Linked DNA regions of Anser cygnoides: region 2 is linked to region 1. A link is a contact called in public Hi-C data. All regions are on one chromosome and are shown on one strand. The core of a region is the stretch at or near the end of the contact, and the rest is flanking DNA. Distances in the headings are between cores, read along the strand shown.

What was found. A called contact is a pair of places that touch in the nucleus more often than the background predicts.
Region 2: a contact with region 1 is called in a Hi-C map of liver, with 6 times the contacts expected there. The contact joins the promoter of HDDC2 here to the promoter of NCOA7 in region 1. A contact is called at or near these places in 3 of 7 Hi-C or Micro-C datasets (granulosa cells and liver).

What each region holds. Positions count from the first base shown.
Region 1 is chr3:65,811,482-65,815,400 of Taihu_goose_T2T_genome, reverse strand. NCOA7 (nuclear receptor coactivator 7) reads left to right here and starts at 2,247. Exons shown (of 16, transcript XM_048065604.2): 1 at 2,247-2,403. It overlaps TRNAE-CUC (transfer RNA glutamic acid (anticodon CUC)), which reads right to left and starts at 173; the gene lies at 102-173.
Region 2 is chr3:66,028,312-66,031,888 of Taihu_goose_T2T_genome, reverse strand. HDDC2 (HD domain containing 2) reads right to left here and starts at 1,463. Exons shown (of 5, transcript XM_066994324.1): 1 at 1,303-1,463; 2 at 985-1,106; 3 at 1-62. The coding sequence starts at 1,365.

The DNA.
Region 1 (3,919 bases), core at 998-3,497:
AGAGACATTTTTGTGAAGGCAGGACTGGATGTTCCTTGAACTGTGAAAGCAAAACGGAAGGCACAGAGAGAAGTAATAAAGTTACGGAGAAAAATAACTTCTTCCCTGACCGGGAATCGAACCCGGGCCGCGGCGGTGAGAGCGCCGAATCCTAACCACTAGACCACCAGGGAACGCTGGGACCAGTCTTCAACTCCTTCCCCAAGACCTTATCCGCAAGGCCACGCCCCTTCGTCCTGCCTTCTTGCCGGGATCTCCCCTGCTCCCCCCCTTCCGGACCGTACCAAGGCCCGGCGGCAGCTGTGCGTAAGGCAGGGACGTTCCACTGCACCCCGCGGGAGGGGGTGCGGGGAGGGCAGCGGGGCACGGCGGGCGCCGGGCGGGGCGGGGCGGGATGGCGGCGGGCACGGCGCTCCCCGGGGAGGTGTGGGGGCGCGTGCCGGGGCCAAAGCGCCACCAGGCAGCGTCTGAGGGAGGAGGGAGCGGTGAGTCCTCCTCCTCCTCCTCCTCCTGTGCCTAGGGGAAAGTGTCACAGGAGTATTTGTCAAAACTATGTTTAAAAATACAAATAAAAAGGCTTCAGCATACCTTGTGCAAAGTGCATCACTGTTTGTTTTCCCTTATTTCATGATGCCTGTTCGTGCCCTTCCTAAAAAGAGAAGGCCTCGTCAGCAGTGTGCCCTGGGCCACAAATCTAGACCCGAGATGGGGGAGAAAGGAGACGTGCTGTCCTCTGTGCTATTTCAGGACACCCCGATGTGACAGATAAGAATGGGTGACCCCTCTGGTTTTGGTAATATTTCTATGAGATGAGTGAAAACTCGGCCATAGATGCAGACTGCATCTGCTTCTCCCTCTGGCGTGGTGATTTCATAAGCAACGCAGAGCTGTAAGCTATGCTAACAGAAAGTAGTTTCCTCTATGTAAGCCATGTCCATAATATGAGAGGGTTTGCTCTGTACGAGCAAATCGCCAGTTCTCAAACCCTCTGGCTCTGAAATTCATTATACAAGAAACCTTTCCCACATTAAGAAAGATAAGCTTCAGACTTTACGCTTGTGGATTCTGCAAATATGCCTTAGCTTATCTTTAACAGCCTTAGAGTCAGAAAGCAAACGTGAAGGACTCCCACGTCCTCAGGGGTGTGCTCAGGCGCTTGGGGTGTTGGTTTCAGCCTTACCAAGTCCCAGCAGAGTCAATGGTTCGTTTCAGCCCAAACCTCTCTGAGCAGGCTTGAACGCAGTGTGCACTTGGATTGAGATGGAGCTTGCTTTTGTCCAAGCTGATTGATTTTAGTATGCAGTGTTGTAGGTAACTTATAAAACTGTAACGTTAGGATTAGGCCCCATTGCACAGAGTCTTACACACTGCAAGAACTGCATTTCACATGCGCATGTTGATAGCAGCTTCTTCGGTAAGACCGAGGCATTTTCATCCTTGAGGGGACAAAGCTGAGGAGTGCTGGAGGCAGACAGCAGATCAGATTGAGGTGCCACTGTGGCCAGAGACATACAGAAAGACAGGGACGTGGCCAGGTGAGAGAGTCCCTGGTCCCAGCAGGTCACCAGTGCCCCTCGTTGAAGAGAAAGACCACGTGGGACCTGGTTTCACGCCAATGTGAGCCAAGGGTAAATGTGCCATTGTAAACACAGTGATTATTTTGGCCCCAGAGCAGGACAGGAACAACAGCTAAATATTAAGGTAGTTCTAAACCACAGGAACCGAGCTGGATTAAATACATTTGCATGCTTAACCAGCTCCATGGCGTCTGTTAACAGCACAGGCTCCTCCACCCCAAGCACTTACCGTCACCCCAAGAGAGGCTTTTGGAGGGGTACAGAATTCAGAGCTACAGAGTGGCTATGATGCTAACAGCACTCAGGGCAGGTGCTTTAAAACTAGGGTAGGTCCACATGAATGTGCAATAATATGATGAAATTTCTTTTTATCGGTGAAAGAATCCCTGATTGCAGCTGTAAGGGTATTGAAAACTTGAATGTATGTACAAGAGAAGCTTCACCGAAATAAGAAATCTTTTCCAGGGTGTGAACCCAGGCTGTAGTGGTGAGGGGACAGACCCCATGACCACCAGGAAAATAGCACGGAGAGTCACAGGGTATGTCGTAATTTTTAGAAAAGGCTTTCTTTTCCGTACAAGTCATGTGCGCTGACAAAAGATTGTGCCTCTTCTCTGGCTTCCTACATGCGATAGAGAAACCCATCAGTGAAGCTGTCAGCGATTCAGCCTCCTGCCCGCGCAGAAGCAGCCGCTGCCTGTGCCTGCGTCCCTGCGATGCCAGCTGGAGAAGAACGATCGTCCTGAGAGCCCCAGGGGAGGGATGTCAGAGAGCGATGCTCCTTGTCACCTAACACGACCGGATGGCTGTGTGTCAGTAACGCCAAGTGAGTAGCACTCAGTGTCAGAGGCTCTGTACCCCAGACTTCAGAGTCGGGTATTTAAAGATGAAAAATCAGAGCCCTTACTTTAGCTGCCAGCTGTAAACAGCATGCGATTAACTTTTCTGTTCCATATGAATGTATTAGGTATTGTTATACTCTAATTTGCCTTGTTAATTGATGTGTGACAGCAGGCTTACTAGGTAAAAATGAGTAAGAATGACATCAAAGTAATGTGTTAATTTACTGAAAGTCTTTTATTTGGATATGTTTCTTCTATACAATGGTAAGTACAAATTGTCTTTAGTAGCTGGGGTACCCACTTCAGTAGTAGGGAAAATCCTTGATGTGCACAGGCACTGTAAACATTATTCATAATTATGTGTAATGTGTGCATTTATCACTCTTCTCTTTCCCCAGCTGTTTATTTGATCTGGAAAGTCTTGGCATCAGTTTTTCTTCTTTAAGTTATCCAGGTTTCAAATGTGCATTATCCCAGTTTTGGGGAGATGGAGAGGAGCGTGAAGGAAAAATGCTGTACTGTCTTTTGCTATTTTATGCTTAATTCTATGTATGTTCAGAATGGTTACCTAACCGATAGTTTATACACATATTCTGGGAAAAAAAATGTAGCTTGGATTTCTTGTAGCTGTTTTCATCATAATATTGTTTTTATGAAATGAATTTTAAAGAGAATCTCAAAACAAGTTTTCCAAATTTTACAGCAATTCTGATATTCCTAGCTCAAAGACCATTTAATTTTAGAAGCTCTAAGGTGACTTGCTCTATCTTCTTGCAGTTTATTTTCAACAGAGGTAGGGGGCAGTATGTGAGAATTTGCAGTGTCATGTCTTAATACTGTGTGGACTAGTTATTTACTATTTACAAATAGAAAATATTTTAAAGACTCTCATGAAAAATAGAGGAGTAACTCACCAACAATATTTTTCTGAATATTTTTTCAAGTTCTACTACTGCCTCCCTTGATCTTCCATTCTTCTGACACTGTTCTTGATCCAGGGAGACCTGTGTCAGCTTTTACTTCTATCCTGTATTATAATGTATGTTATCCCGGGGTCTGGGATCAGGTATGGCAGTGGGGTGCTTCATCAAGTGTTCTCACAGAGCTCAACAAAATACCTTAGCTGAAACAAATAAGACTTTTTATTATCTCCTCATGTATGTGAACAAATCCTTTTTCTTTCACAGTCTCTTCTAGAGAGCATTTTGGAATAATCTACTGTTTTGCTGTACTAGACAGTAGAAACTGGTAAACAATAACGTGGGGAGAACTTCTCACAGATTTTCAAGCTCTGGTCGTTTTCTGTTTCACTTTTGTGAAAGTCGTAGAAATTTTCAATACCCCTGTCTGTTAAATTGTTTTAAATCTAGGCAATTGATTCAAAACTACAGGGCTAGCTGGGGAGACTTGCAAAATTCCTCTTTGCATCAACTGAAACCAAGCTAAAAATAACAATTTGTTGTTACAGAAGTCGGCCCCCAGTGCATGGTAGTATTAAGC
Region 2 (3,577 bases), core at 214-2,713, 220 kb before region 1:
CAGGAGCAATATCTCCAACAATGCATTCAGCCATATCATGAACCAACGCTAATCGTATGCATCTGACAAAAAGCAAAGACAGAATAATCATTTTTTCAACATTTTAAGTTATGTCTTATTATTCATAAAGCTAAGAGCCCCCATAATTTATCCCTTTCATATATAGAGAGAGATTTTACATAATACATTTCACTTCTTTGCTAAGGGCCTAAGGGCCTTGTTTTCCATTTAGACATGATTTTAATTCCCAATTTCTATCTCCTGCTGCTTGTAAATATAGATATAAGTAAAAATATAGTTTGCACAATAGCATACAATTCAAAAGTAATGTATGTAGTTTTCACATCTCAGAAAACCAAGCATACAAGAGCTACCTACATTATACACTTCACATTATCCCTGTAACAGGTAGAACGTAATCTGCCGCCACCCCAAATTCAATTTATAAGCTGACAAAACATGCTTGCAGCTAAGCAGCTATGTCAGCCTGTAGCACAATCCTCAAGAAAGCCTTCACTGCTTTCATCAGCTCCTGAAGTGACAGCAAATATGATCCCATACTGTACTTGACAACTCGTTCAATACTAATGATGCTCTCTCTTCTATGCTGTATGATTTATGAGGCTCCCGATTGCTGCTGAGTGCTAACTCAGCCTGCCCAAATCCACCGAGAATGTCTTTGCCTTTGTTGTCTGTTGCTTCAAACTGCCTTTTACCGGGATGCCTTCAGCTTGCTTGTCTCAGGCTTGAGGGAAAGCCAGCTCAGAGCCTCAGCACTCTGATTTTAGTGATAAAAAGCCTTCGTCCCGTTCACCTCTCCAGGTAAACAGCTCAAAGGATGGAGGGAAGGGATGTGGGGAAAGCACTTCAAACACCGTCGGTGGGCCTTAAGAGCTCCTCCTCAGCAGGACGGCTGCTCTGAGCGCTGTGCCCGCAGCTCCCCCGTGGCAGCACCAGGCAGGGGAACCAGAGGGTCTCTCTCACCTGTCCTTGTTCAGGTTTTTGTCCTCGGTCACCAAGGCCATCATCGCCATCCTGTACATGTGATCCGACACGCTCTCTGGCTTTGCCACGTTCCTGTACACCCATCCCGTCCGCGGCACCCTCTGCGGGAAGGGAGCACCGCGGTCACTTAAAGGGGGAAACCTTAGGTTTTGAAGCGACACGTGGGCAAATTCCGCCCCGCTGCCACCTCGGCGCTCCGAGGCACCTGGATCTGCAGCCGGCAAGCCCCCGGCCCCCCCCGGCCCCCCCCGGGCACCTCTCCCCCGCCGCCCTGCCCTCCCGTCCCCGGCCCGGCACCTTGAGCTGCCCCAGCAGCCGCAGGAAGGCGAGCAGCCCGCCCCCGCTGCCCCCCGCCGCCATGGGCCGCCCGCTCCGCTTCCCGAGCGCCCTCCTCCTCCTCCCCTTCCTCCTCCTCTTCCTCTTCCTCCTCCTCCTCTTCCTCCCGGCCGCGGAGCACGGCCTGCCCCGGGGGGCTGCCGCGGCAGCTGGCCAGCACCTCCCCGAAGGCCGGGGAAGGGGAGAGCCGCCTGGCGGGCGTGGGTGTAAGGTCCAGCGGGGAGTTTTTACACCCAGATCTCCGGCTCCCCTGTGGCTATTACCTAATCGATTAACCGCAATCAGTACTCTAATAATAACAGCTCAGGCCGAGGAGGAAAGCAACGGGAGAAGTCCGGGTGTTTGTGGATGTGACTGCTGTGATAACGGGAACGTGGTGACTTACCACGGCCGCAAAAACAGAAGAAGAAATCCTTCCATGTGCAGGAAAGGAGTAGATAAGATTACAAGGGGATAATTACCTGACCCAAATCACAGAGACACAGAATGGGTGAGGTTGGAAGAGACCTCTGAACATCATCTAGTCCAACCCCCTGCCGAGCAGGATCACCTAGAGCACATTGTGCAGGGTGGCATCCAGGCGGGTTTTGAATATCTCCAGAGAAGGAGACTCCACAACCTCTCTGGGCAACCTGTGCCCGTGCTCTGTCACCCTCACAGTAAAGAAGTGCCTTCTCATATTCAGAAATTGCTAGCAATTCTTCAGTAAATTGACAATAAAGAGACGGACTAAGAGTAGACTTTCAATTTTAAGTCCACTGGACCTGGACCTGGAATGGCCTCTTTACACTCATTGTGTAATGTCCAGCACACAACTGATGTGCAGAAACAGCAATAATTAAAGGGCAGACAGCAGTACTGGGGGTGGTGAGAGGGGACAGGAGCCTTAATTACTCCAACGATGTGACACAAGTATACATACAGGTCACATAACTCTCCGTTGCGATGAAAGGGTCAGAAATGAAGTGTAACCACAGGCTGCACAATCTTTCCTCATCAGTATGTTTTCTTCTGATTAAATTCCCTACACTTGACAAGCTTTTCTTCAAATCTTAAAATTGCCACAAAGGTAGAGGAGTAGAAGCTGGGCTGTTATTGATATAGGCAACAGCGACAATTCTTGGTGAGGCCTTCTCTGTGAGTAGCTCATAGTTGGTCAAAACTGATCATATCAATGACCACTTAAGCATGTAGCATGCTTTTTCTTTTCCTCTTTTTTTTTTCCTAAAACAAACAAACAAAAAAAATCATCATAGTAAATGGAAGAAGCTAATGTAATTATTCAGAGAAAAGAGTGTTGTTATCACAGTTGCTGCACTAAGAGATTTAAGGTTATAGACTCCTGAAATCTGGCTACAGTCACTTCTCCTCACTTTTGCAAGTTAAATAAAAACACCAAATAAATACACTTAAATAAATAAATACACTAAATAAATAAATACACTAAATAAAAACACTTTGCAATCTGTAGCTTTTCAAAATGCATTGCATTTCTTTGTTATTTTTATATTACCAATTGAAATAGCAGACAATGGTTTAAATGTGGCAATTAAATATTCCGCTTTCAGTAAAGAACATCTGCAGTTTGCCAGATATCAACAGATGGCAGAGTATTTTTATTTTTTGCTCCCGTGTATACTTAAACACACTCCCAAATAAATAATACAGCCCAGATGCATTTTGGTCGCAATTTAAAAGCTATCTTCCCACAATAAACAAGGGAAGACATCAGTTTTACATTTGTATACAATCATAGAAATGTTGGTTGGAAAGGACCTTTGGATATTGCATAGTCCAGCCTCCCCACTGAAAGTAGGTCTGATTACAGTGTTGCCTTGACAGCTCTCAAAACCATCCAACCCTGGCTCTCCCCCCCAAAACAAAACAAAAGAAAACAGAACAACAACATGTTATTTGTCTGGGTTAACTGTCTTCTAAGTAAATAATATCCTCCTTGAACCTCCCAAGCCATTTCTGGCCGTTGGTTGTTGTTCTGTTGCCTACTATTACCAAGAAGAGTTTAGCTCTGTCCTATTTGTAAACCCCTTCAAGTAGCTGTAGGCTGCTACTATGTGACCCCTCGCATTCTTCAACAGACAAGACAGGCCCAGCTCCCTCAGCCCCCAGCGGAAGTGATTTAGATTGTGATCATCTTGGTAGACCTTCTCTGTAAACACTCCACTTGAACTGAAGCAGCACACTGTCCTGGCAAGGCCTCACCACCAGCAAGCAAAGG